2 separate regions of the Bombyx mori genome follow, and region 1 is linked to region 2. Evidence: chromatin contacts called from public Hi-C data. All regions are on one chromosome and are shown on one strand. Each heading gives the region's core, a stretch centred on a gene start, on an enhancer-like site or on the middle of the called end of the contact. The rest is flanking DNA. Distances are from core to core; before and after follow the strand shown.

Region 1 (6,315 bases), core at 175-2,674, 79 kb after region 2:
TCTACAACGTCAATGTCGCCATCCACCTTGAGATATGTGTTCTAAGGTCTCAGTATAGTTACAACGGCTGCCCCACCCTTCAAACCGAAACGCATTACTGCTTCACGGCAGAAATAGGCAGGGTGGTGGTACCTACCCGTGCGGACTCACAAGACATCATAACACCAGTAAAAATAATAGTAATAATAAAATAGTAATGAGTAATGAGTCGTTTGGAGCCTCTGGGTCTGCGGAGGGACTTCGGTTCCCTCTGTATTTTGTACTGTATGTTCCATGGGGAGTGCTCTGAGGAATTGTTCGAGATGATACCAGCATCTCGTTTTTACCATCGCACCGCCTGCCACCGGAGTAGAGTTCATCCATACTACCTGGAGCCACTGCGGTCATCCACAGTGCGTTTCCAGAGATCTTTTTTGCCACGTACCATCCGGCTATGGAATGAGCTCCCCTCCACGGTGTTTCCCGAGCGCTATGACATGTCCTTCTTCAAACGAGGCTTGTGGAGAGTATTAAGCGGTAGGCAGCGGCTTGGCTCTGCCCCTGGCATTGCTGAAGTCCATGGGCGACGGTAACCACTCACCATCAGGTGGGCCGTATGCCCGTCTGCCTACAAAGGCAATAAAAAAAAAAAAGAGTAGTAGTGAGTAGACTTGTAGAATCGGCTTCCAAACTTTCGCGTCTCGCTTTCGTTCTAACGTAGCCTTTCTCGTGTGCGAGCTCGAAGGGAAACCGTAAAACATTTATTACGCGGGCAAAACATTTGCACCACAAGATTATTTATGTGGACAGTTTAATTTTCCGTGCCTTGAAACCGGTGAATTATTGTGTAACGCCGCTGTATACGGATTATAGACATGGTCCTTTCTGGTTTTAAAATACAATAGATGCATTATTACGATGTTTTGATGTCTGCGCGGGCAGACGAAAGCGAAATATAGTACCGGTGGCATGGTACATTTTGAATCTGCTTTTTTTCTTTTTTTTATTGCTTAGATGTGTGGACGAGCTCACAGCCCACCTGGTGTTAAGTGGTTACTGGAGCCCATAGACATCTATAACGTAAATGCGCCACACACCTTGAGATATAGGTCTCAGTATTGTCACAACGGCTACCCCACCCTTTAAACCGAAACGCATTACTGCTTCACGGCAGAAATTGGTGGGGCGGTGGTACCTACCCGTTCGGACTCACAAGAGGTCCTACCACCAGTAAAAAGCTTGGATAAGCATCACTATGGTTAGTTTGAATGTTGGCTTACATACATATTTGTCATCAACAATTTGAGACTTCGATCTCTTACGTGATTTTATATACATTCATAATTGACACGCAGAGCAATTAAGATGATTAATTCATTCACCCATACCTATGTACATTTGTATACACACATAGATGCAGACACACACTTACTCGTACAACACACACAAAAACAACACGCGCAAACCCACATGTACCTACATACGTATTCACACACTCACACGCATAATGACCTACTTAAATGATAACACCTAATGATCTCTCAACACTAGCCCGCGATATCTGTTCACGACATACCCTATCCAAATCTATCCTAAGAAGGAAGGAGCCTGGAGATCAGTAATACAGATTTTTGAACCTAGTACAGACTTCAACTCTTTCAGAGAGCTAACAAAATAAATGATAAGGTTAATCTCTATTTGTGTTTTTTTTCCTACGTAAGCTGATAGCCCTAGTGGCTATTTCAGCGTAACCCTAACTTTAGTAGGTGAGCTCACGGGGCTCAAACCTGATGACGTTGCTAACACGAACCCTAGCAAGAGCCGTGCTTCGCAGAATCTACCACCGGATCGGAAACGCGAACCACTGAGAAGATCCGGCGAGAAACTCAGTGGGCTGTCTATTTGTAATATACCTTTTAGAAAGAAATATATATAAATAATTATAATTCATTGTAACAACTGTAGGTTAGATTAATATTTATTGTATTTAATTTACGTAAAATGAAAAAATATCAGTTCTCGTAATTACGTTAATGCATTTAAAAACAATTTCACGTATTGATTGATACCTTAATTTAGGAGGATTTTACTAGCCGTAGACATGATTAGTACCGCCATATTTATTATCTTTCGTCCATTTAGAAAGATCCGACGCTTTGAATGCTTAGTAAAGTTACAGCTGCGAAGCATTTCTCTTGTTAGGGCCAGTGTTAGCAACACTTCCGGTTTGAGCCCCGTGAGCTCACCTACACGTCAAGGCGAAGCTGAAATAGTCTCTCAAGGCTATCAGCATAGGTAGAGGAAAAAAAATAACATGTGTGCAATTCACACGTGCTAGAAGTGAAACCTTCAAAAATTAAAATACAATTATCCTAAATGTCCAAGTATATTATTAGTAAAATTTTGTCATTAGTAAATATTTGTAAATCACCTTTTATAGTATGAGGTAGCGCCCTCTGTGAATTGATATTTTAACTTCACGTATATCCTAAAAATTGTTACCCTCATGCGCCTAAAGAAGTTTCACTTCAAAAAAAGGTTACAGCTATCGCAGATATCGAGATGATTATTGTCATTTGATTTTATCTGGTCCGTGTTACTAAAGTTGTTTCAGGGCGACATATTCTATCATTTTATATACCTACAAGGCGTTATGAAATCATTCAAGAAGCTGAAATGGGATTGGATTGGACTGTCTAAACTGTAGCGTGTATTTTATCTTCTTGTCAAACTTATTTTTTCTACTACCCACTTTGAGAATAAATTATTCTTTAGCGCCTTCATTTTTTCACCTTACTAAAAACCACCATAGCGAGAGCTCAGTCGCTGTCTAAGAGTCCTCCTAGATGAAATTACAAATCGCCTCCTAAGCCTCTACACAACGCTCCCATTTTTTTCTGGGTCTCTTACCTTTAGGCCTGCCACAAGGGGGCATTATCGCCCACTTTGGGAAAGGCTGGTCTAAAGCGAGGTTTGACTACGATTGCCTGGACGGTTGAGATTACCGAACGCTCTGTTTTACTTTTCGCTGTCTGTATCGTCCAGAAACCAGTATCATTGCTTTTACTTATGTAATAAGCAATTCGTTGATAATATATGATGGAGCGGAGTGTCTGATGCCCGGAATATTTTTAAGAAAGCGTGACGTCAGAAGTTCAATGCTTTTTATGTAAAGATCGTCGTGTAGATCGAGCCTCCGTGCCCATTATCGGGCGGCCCGTATTCTTACTAAACATAAAGCTCGCAAAAATAAGATATCGAAAAGCCATTAAAGAATAAGTTACGGGTAGTTTATCTTGAATTTTACAATTAATCTTTTCACGTCATTACGTATCCTCCCGATCCATTCCATTCCCAGGTCCCATTAACGGTGCTTTTAGGTACCACAAGCACCGGTCACTGTCCTCGTCGAACCCGTCGCTTGCGAGGAAGGGCTCGACGAGTAAATTAACCCACAGACACAGCCCACTGAGTTTCTCGCCGGATTTTCTCAGTGGGTCGCTTTTCCGATCTGGTGGTAGATTCTGCAAAGCACTGCTCTTGCTATGGCCAGTTTTAGCACCACTCCGGTTTAAGCCCCGTGAGCTCACCTGCACGTTAGGGTGAAGCCGATATAGCCTCTTAAGGTGGTGATACCACAGGTAGGGAAAAAAAGATTAATTACCTTTAACATATCTTTGTCTGGCACTTTAAACATTAACTTGACATTTGGATAATTTGAGTATTCGTTCTCGCGTTGACGTACATTTCTATCTAATAAACTAGTACTTAATTAAATAAAATGCTAATCTATCGCTTCTGTGGGGATTATTACGGAAGTCAATTGAAGGGATGTCTTTATGTACGTACTGACTTCAGACGGTTTATGTCATTATTGTAAGCGGAAACCTTATGTGTGAAGCGTTGCAAGACTGACCGCGGCTTCGAATAGACTTTAATTTAGGTCACACTCCATTTTTAGCGTGTGTTATTTTTAAATTGCTCAATTTCTATCAGGTACAGTTCATACACAATCAAAGCTAATCCTGAAAATCAATGTCAAACAATGCTCAATTGGTTTTTATATTAAAACCCTAGAAAATATATTAGGAGAGTGTCCGTTTACCCAAGATGGCTATTTAAAAAAAACCCTTAATATACACAGATAATTTCAAGAGTTCTATTTTTTTTTCTATTTTATGCAGGCACAAGTTGTTAGTCTATGCGGTGTTAAATGGTTACCTTAATAGATATTAGGTATATGTTAGAATCTCGATAGGCTTACACGCTACTTTCATAAGCTTAAACACGAGAATAAATGTTTCCCCGGCAAAAATAGACAGAATGTATGTACCTGTACTCAATATACGGGAACGTTTCCTCTATCTATAAAGGTCAATGTGTGTCCCTATACACACAATTAAAAACAGCTGCGCCAATTTCGATTGAATTCCCAGGAAATCTTTATTTTTATTTTTATTTTTATGATTGAATATTTACTGGTGGCCCGGAGGCCTTTCCAGTTTCACCAGGACAGGTGGGCGAGCAAAGGCTCAGCCAGGAGGGGTGGGATTTGCTAACAGGTACCCGAGCGCCTCCGAAGGAGACCTAACAGCTCAAGAGCAGCTGCTTCGCGAATGAGAATGACCCAGGAAATCTCTCAGATTGCCTTAGCTGAATCGCTAGCGGTTGTCCAGGGTAATCTGGTAGCGACCGAATCAAAGATAAATCAGAGAACGGTGGGTAAACCGATAGGGTTTATTTAGAATCCTAAGAATATTTATTACAAACGCGAAAGTTTGTAAGAATGTATGGATGTGTGTTTATTACTCTTTCCCGCAAAAACTACTGGATATTGATGAAATTTTACAATAATATAGCTTACACGTCAGAGTAACACATATACTATAATTTATAAATATGTATATAGTGTGAATTACACAAAATAGTCTTACAAAAAACCCCGCGACAGCATATATCTTTGTTTTATGTGTAAGCCATTATAGCCAAAATAGTGAACCATAAATACAATAAAAATTGATAATTTATTTCTAACGCACATTTCGTAGTAACAAATTGATTCTTATATCAAAATAAATACTTGTATCGCATCTGGTATTTAAAGTAGATACACTTTTTTATTACACTACATCATTTGGACAAATATTTGAATAGTTATGAGTACTAATAACTGAGTGCGCGATATTAAGAAATTTGAAGATATAACATTCGATAAGATCAATAATAAATTACAGTACCCGAAGCGAAGCTAGGGCGGATCGCTAGTGTTCTATTACACGTCATTTCGGATCCTCCCGATCCACTAACGATGCTTTTAGGTACCTTAAGCACCGGTCATCGATCTCGTCGTAAGTTAACCCACAGACACAGCCCACTAAGTTTCTCGCCGGATCTTCTCAGTGGGTCGCGTTTCCGATCCGGTGGTAGATTCTGCAAAGCAAAGCTCTTGCTAGGGTTCGTGTTAGCAACGTCGTCAGGTTAGAGCCCCGTGAGCTCACCTACTAGTACGGCGAAACTAGAATAACCGCTTGAGGTTACTAGAATAGGTAGGAAAAAGTGTTCTATAAATCGGAACAGTTGGATGAGACGGCGACGCTTAATTACGACAATAATTTAACAAATAACGTTTAAAATGTAATAACTTTTAAATGGTCTTCGTATTTCGCACGTAATAAAATAAGTAATGGCAATAATTGCAGGTTCACTGAATACGAACTCACTGTAAAAATACGTACCTATTTACGTTTACCTTAATAAATGAATAATGTTTAACAACATCTATTAGGTTCGCAGTTTACTTAGTCTGGCCATAAATACTGTTACAATTAAAAATAAGCAAAATATTACATTTGAATTTGGAATCTGTCATTTTTATATGATTGCTCATTGAGTTTTCTCATTTTGGCGCCAATACATTGTACAATATTTTGCGATATTAAAATGGAGTGGGGTGATAAAGAGAACCGAATCGCTGTGATTGCATTACACAAAGTAGGTATGGAGCCAATGCAATTTTTAAAACTCTCCATACGCTTGGTATTAGTAAAATGTTTGTGTACCGGGCTATTAATAGGTGCAATGAGACCTCCTCTGTTTGTGACAGAAAAAGATCTGGCCGTCCACGTAGTGTTCGTACGAAAAAGGTGGTCAAAGCAGTAAGGGAAAGAATTCGAAGAAAAATTTTCCCATGGAAAGAGTGCGTGCTTCTATTGATAATTGGCCTCAATGTTTAAAGGACTGTATTGCAGCCAATGGAGACCACTTCGAATAAGCTTTTTATACTTTAAAGTGTTTTATATTTATGTATTAATCTAACATCTAACACTGTAAAAGTAC
Region 2 (6,022 bases), core at 2,364-4,863:
TTGAAACTAATTCGCTGAACCGGTATTTATGTAGGATTGGTAAGAACGGAACGTATGAAAAGAGTGTGGAACGGAACGTTAAGATCTGAGTGAGAGAAAACGGAAAGAAAGGGAGAAGAGAATGACAGATAGAATGACAGAGAATTTGAAGATGGCGAATTGAGCAAGACGTAATAAAAGTGTTAATTATTAATTATTATTATAATAGAAGATTTTGGAACATTGGAGGTTTTATTTTGTGCACTGCGATCCCTATTCTACATTTATCTATCGGTATATATAAAAGAAAGTCGTGTTAGTTACACTATTTATAACTCAAGAACGGCTGAACTGATTTGGCTGAAAATTGGTGAGGAGGTAGCTTAGAACCAGGAGAAGAACATAGGATACTTTTTATCACGTTCCCATTGGGACGTGTCATAAAACGTGGTATAACAAAACGCAACTGATATGTAATAACAAAACGCAACTGACAGCTAAACGTAATATATTCTATGGTTATTTATAGTAGAATTTTGAAGTTGACCAGTTGATGTGTTTGAAACAAACCGTGTGGCGGAACAGAGTTCACCGGGTCCACTAGTATTTTATAAATCGAATTAAACTAATGTATTTTTATTTAAACTTAGTTTGGCGGACGGGGTCACTTTGAGACATGCAAATGCAGTATTAATGACGAAAATGCAAGCGCTTAATATTGATAAATTCTAGTCACACGAAAGCTACCCTTCCTTCAGACCGGAACGCATCATTGCTCCCACGGAATAGATAAATAAGGTTGGAATGGTAATGTAGGCGGGGCAAGCGTGCCACAGTTATGATCGTACAAACATAACTCGACCGATTCTTTCATTCACCGCGTTTAGTGCGCTTCGGAATACTTGGGCGAACAGATCTCCGCTTTATAGTGCCGTGTTGTGCAATTATAACTTGTAAAACAAAAAATCAGACCTCAAGTATAGAGCGAGGAGGTATATCTTTCGATCGGTAAGTCGAAATTACCATTTAATTACAATATTATTTGTCTAAAACATAAAAATATACTGAGCATTATGAAATTCCAAACATTAACAATATTATTGCAGCAAGTTATAAATAGCATACATTGCGCGATGTGTACTCGCCCAATGAACGCAATGACCAAGTCAGCTTCCAATGTACTACATGCATTGCGTTCTCTACACTTCAATCTTTGAAATTTCGGCCTTTGCCCTGATTGGCCGTGGTGCACGGCGCTAGTTTGTTGATAGTGAGGTGACCATGTGGTGAAATAAAATCATCGACAGAATTCTCGACTATATTTACATTTGACATGGATAATTTTTGCATTATTTTATATTTAATTAATGATACCTAGTATATTCTTAGTGAGACGTATTTTGAGTAAAATAAATATGTATTATTATTATTGAATTATTATCATTGAATTAAAGTGGAGGTATAATATAAAGGGACATGTAGACCTCTCATTTACGGGTATTTACTATATTGTCTAAGACGTATTAAAATCTAAGTAAAATGCCATTTGACTTATGCAGTAAATAAAAAAATTTAGGTTTCCTAAAGAACCTAACGCCAGGGAACAATGGATTGACGTGACAGGTAGAGGAAACTGGAGACAAAGACGAGTACTATTTGCTCTAAACATTTTACTGAAAATGATTTTACCATAAAAAAAATCAGAATACACTTAGTTCTGAAAAATTCATTCGAATTAATAGCAAGCGCCAACTGCTTAACAAATAGTTTTATTCCAGCGACAGTGACTATTTAATTTTGTAATTAATAAAAGTAAAATAGTTTTTTTTTTCAATATTTATTTCATGTTTCATTTTCTCCATTCATTCATCAGATAATTTATCGATAAAGAATATCGATTTTATCAAGCACTAGCGTGTATGAACATTTTTATTGCTTTTTTGCGTGTGTGAGTGTGTATGCCTACGGGTGTTTTGTGCTAGTTTGCGAACGAATATCTGTCCTGAGATTTATGTGTGGGTGTTTTTGTTGTGTGCGAAATACTTGTAATCACAGTGTGTGTATGTGTAGAAATTAAAATAGTGGGGATGAAGCGGCGACACTGGTTCTAATACAAAATTAGAGCAAAGGCCTTTCCAACCTTATTTATCTATTCCGTGATTGCTCCGAAGTAGAAAAAATAGAACAGCATTCTCTGGCTTTCGCGAATTTAAAGTACTTTTACGATTTAATCTCGTGTTGTTATTGAAAATATTATTATTAATATTAATACGTGAAGCAAAAACTTTGTATCCCTTTTTACGAAAATTGCGTGGACGTAGGAGTATGAAATTTTCCACACTTATAGAGAATATAGAGAAGAAGTGCACAATGCTAAATTTTTTTTAAATAATGCATAAAATATTCATTAAATCAATAAAGAAAACATTACACACACTACATACCATGTATTTGACGCACACACGCATGCATACTATTTATTGTCAAACTTTTGTTCTTGACGTCTGTGGTCAAATTGATAATATCTAGATTAAATATTGTTTGTCTATATTAATATTTTATTATAGCCTTGGCGAAATTTGTGATTATAGAAGTATAAAATACAATCATAATAATAGTGTACAAACTTACAATTCCAATTATAGTCGAATTTCGACTACTGCGGGACCTCTAAAGTTTCGCATACTTTACAGTTTTTTTGGTCACGGACGACTAAGCCGGCATTTCAATGTTATTCTGATACAAACCGTAAAAGTAGTTTTATGTAGAACGGTAGCACCGATATACGTTGGTAATGACATTCCCTAGTACATGTACTCCACGCATAGACAGAGCCCAGTGAGTTTCTCGCTGGATCTTCTCAGTGGGTCGCGTTTCCGATCCTGTGGTAGATTCTGCGAAGCACGGCTCTTGCTAGGGCTAGTGTTAACAAATTCACTCAGGTTGAGCCCGTGAGCTCGGCTACACGTCCGTGCTGGTATACCTCCTTAGGCTACCATAAAGTAGGTACGGTATTGTATTATATGTTGTTATGAGATGTGCTCGCAATGCCAACAGCAGTCTCCAATGGAGGATTATCGCTCAACATGCGGCTGTCTTGGAAGCGAGCGACGATATTTTTTTCCTACCTAAGCTGATAGCCTTGAGAGGCTATGTCAGCGTAACCGGGCGAGTAGGTGAGCTCACGGGGCTCAAACCAGACGTTGTTGCTAACACAACCCTAGCAAGAGCCGTGCTTCGCAGAATCTACCAAAGGATCAGAAACGCGACCCACTGAGAAGATCTGGCGAGAAACTCAGTGAGCTGTGTCTGTGGGTTAATTTATTCGCCGAGCCCGGTATCTAAAAGCACCGTTAGTGGATCTGGAGGATTCGAAATGAAGTGACGCGGCGACGACGAGACGCAACCCTGTCCATTAACAGGTACGACTACTCTGCCAAGAGTATCGGACTAGGAATAAATGATATGATATATATTCAGTAAGATCTGATAATTACGAAATGAATCCAATACTCGACAGCCAGTATTTAGGCCCATTTTAGTAATAAATAAATATCATGAGGAATATACCTAGTGTTTCCATAAATATTGTAACAAGGAAAACGTTTTTGTTATTATCATTATACGGTACGTTTATTACTTGCATTGTGCGTTACTTTATTTTCGTGTTTCAATAATTATTCATAATAGCATCGCAAAAATATGAACTCATTAAAATTTATATTAATTGGCTTTAATGAAATCATTTAAATTCATTAGTTATTGGTTGTGAAACATGCATTTCTTCTAGTTGGGAAAATTCGCGAGTGACAACCTTATGGAATGTTTTAGGGGCTCGCAAATTATATCGCAAGTACATACGCTCTTAATTTTACTTTTTTTAAACCAAGCGTCGTAACGTCATATGAAGGCCAGTATTCCGCTTGCATGAAGTCAGAAACGCTAATTTTCAACCACGCTTGTGTGGAGCGAGGGTTAAGTCCTGGGTTTTGAGTCTTGTTGAGAGGACTAACATGGTGTTCTTAAGTTTTTTAAACACTTCAATGGATATCGTTAGTTATGATGTTTAGTATTTTCAGTCGTTGATAGTCAACACCTCGCCAAATCATCAGTGAAAACAGATAATTTATTTCTAGTTCCGCTTTCTATAAAATCTTTCTCGATTCGGTTCTCTTTATCACCCTGCTTCGTTTTAATTCCACAAGAATATTTAACCAAGGTTGGCGCTAAAATGAGGGAACACGATGAATATTCAAATGAGAATGACAGATTCCAAATTCAAATGTAATGTTATTGTTTTTTTTTTATTCTTTTATCGTAACGCTATTTTTGGCCAGACAGTGTAATTACACCTAGAGCTCTGAAATCTCTCGGGGCAAATTATCGAAACGACTATAATCATTAGTCACGTAAAATAAATCATGGCTTAATGGTATTAGCCTCGGAACCGGACAACGTCGGGGCGGCTCGTATAGAGAAATGTTCATATGAATATAAATTGTGTTCGATTCATTACGATAGGCCCTTTTAATGTTTTGACTTGGGTAATGTCTTTGTTATTTTACGCTGGCGAGATGAGAATGGCTATATTTTTTTTATAACATATCTTTTAATTATGATTATATATATTTTAATTTTAATATGATTTATAATGTTTTGTAGATTTTCTGTGTTGCTATGTTTGTGTGTGTGTGAAAGACAGCAATTTTTTAATTTCTTGCCACGGTCAAAACTGCATTTAGATTCTGTAGTAAGAAGCTAAAACTTTTTAAAATGAACTATTTCAATTATCGTTTTTGAAATACGATATCTCTATCAGAAATTTAACAATTCTTATAACAACCATTTTTTTTTAAGGGGCTTCACTACCTTCTCAAGAATGGTATCTTGATACACTTGTGCCGATGTTTTGATACCTTTTTCACAAAAGTATGGCTCAGTCACTCCTTCATAGCTAATTTTTTTTTTATTGCATAGATGGATGGACGATCTTACAGCCCACCTGATTTTAAGTGGTAACCGTAGCCCATAGACATCTATAACGTTAATGCCGCGACCCACGTTGAGATATGAGTTTTAAGGTCTCAAATGTCTCAGTATAGTTACAACGGGTGGGAACCCTTCAAACCTAAATGTATTACTGCTTCACGGCAGAAATAGGCAGGCAGGGTGGTGGTACCTAACCTAATAAGAGTGTGAGTCCGCACGAGTAGGTACTACAACCAATATTCTTGATAAAAATATATATCTTTCTAAGAAGTATATTTTTTGATAAAAAAATAAGTCCAATCTCATTAAAAATGTAATTGCAATACTAACATATTTTACGTTACGAAAACTTTAAGATAAGAAGCGATCAGTCACATTATTGCAGAAATCGAAATCGATACGAATGAAATTACCCTTTAAAAAGTACTCGAACCATTCTGGATAGTTGTAATGAAAGTATGTAGTTATTTTTAGAACCTACCAGTCGATTGACGAACCCTAGTCGCAAGGCTAAAATCAACCTATAATTTCGATTGAGTATTTCTTGGAAAGTGCTTTATTTACCAGGGCGACTGATCGACGAACAGCTTTTGGGTTCAAGTTTACACGAATTTAATTTTAGTTAATCTCAACGAATTACACAGTCACTGAACTGATTTTTAATTAGCTTTCTTCTTTAACGAGTGTACCTACCTACATTAATAGAATCGTCCTTGTGTGATCTCGATAGACTGTGTGAGAGATAAATATAAATTCATTTAGCAGTAATTTTATTACTAGATAAAACACAGCCAACATATTTGATGGTGATATCGCGTTTCTTATATTTAGGATCCTCAAAAGAAAAAAAACACGTGTGACACTCGCAAATTTTTAGTGTAATATAATAATGCTATTAGCCTTATCTTTTTATTTCTTGCTAAGATGGGCGGACGAGCTAACAGCCCACCTGGTACTAAGCTGTCACCGGAGTCCGTAGACATCAATTTAATTCAGTCGCCCATCTTGAGACATGTGCTCTAAAATCTCAGTTTTATAGTCAACGGCTGCCCAT

The links. Hi-C and Micro-C count contacts between places; a contact is called where the count stands out from the background.
Region 1: a Hi-C map of whole pupa shows a contact between it and region 2, with 2.0 times the contacts expected there. The contact joins two enhancer-like sites. A contact is called at or near these places in 3 of 7 Hi-C or Micro-C datasets (an unstated tissue and whole pupa).

Annotation. Positions count from the first base shown.
Region 1 is chr8:3,654,642-3,660,956 of ASM3026992v2, forward strand. All of the region lies in intron 1 of LOC101735597 (protein yippee-like), which reads right to left. Among protein-coding and RNA genes, the nearest start is that of LOC101735597, 5.8 kb to the right of the region's middle. Within about 2 kb of position 1,425, at least 6 of the 8 cell types and tissues checked have open chromatin away from gene starts, as enhancers often do.
Region 2 is chr8:3,573,193-3,579,214 of ASM3026992v2, forward strand. All of the region lies in intron 1 of LOC101735597 (protein yippee-like), which reads right to left. Among protein-coding and RNA genes, the nearest start is that of LOC101735597, 87 kb to the right of the region's middle. Within about 2 kb of position 3,614, at least 1 of the 8 cell types and tissues checked has open chromatin away from gene starts, as enhancers often do.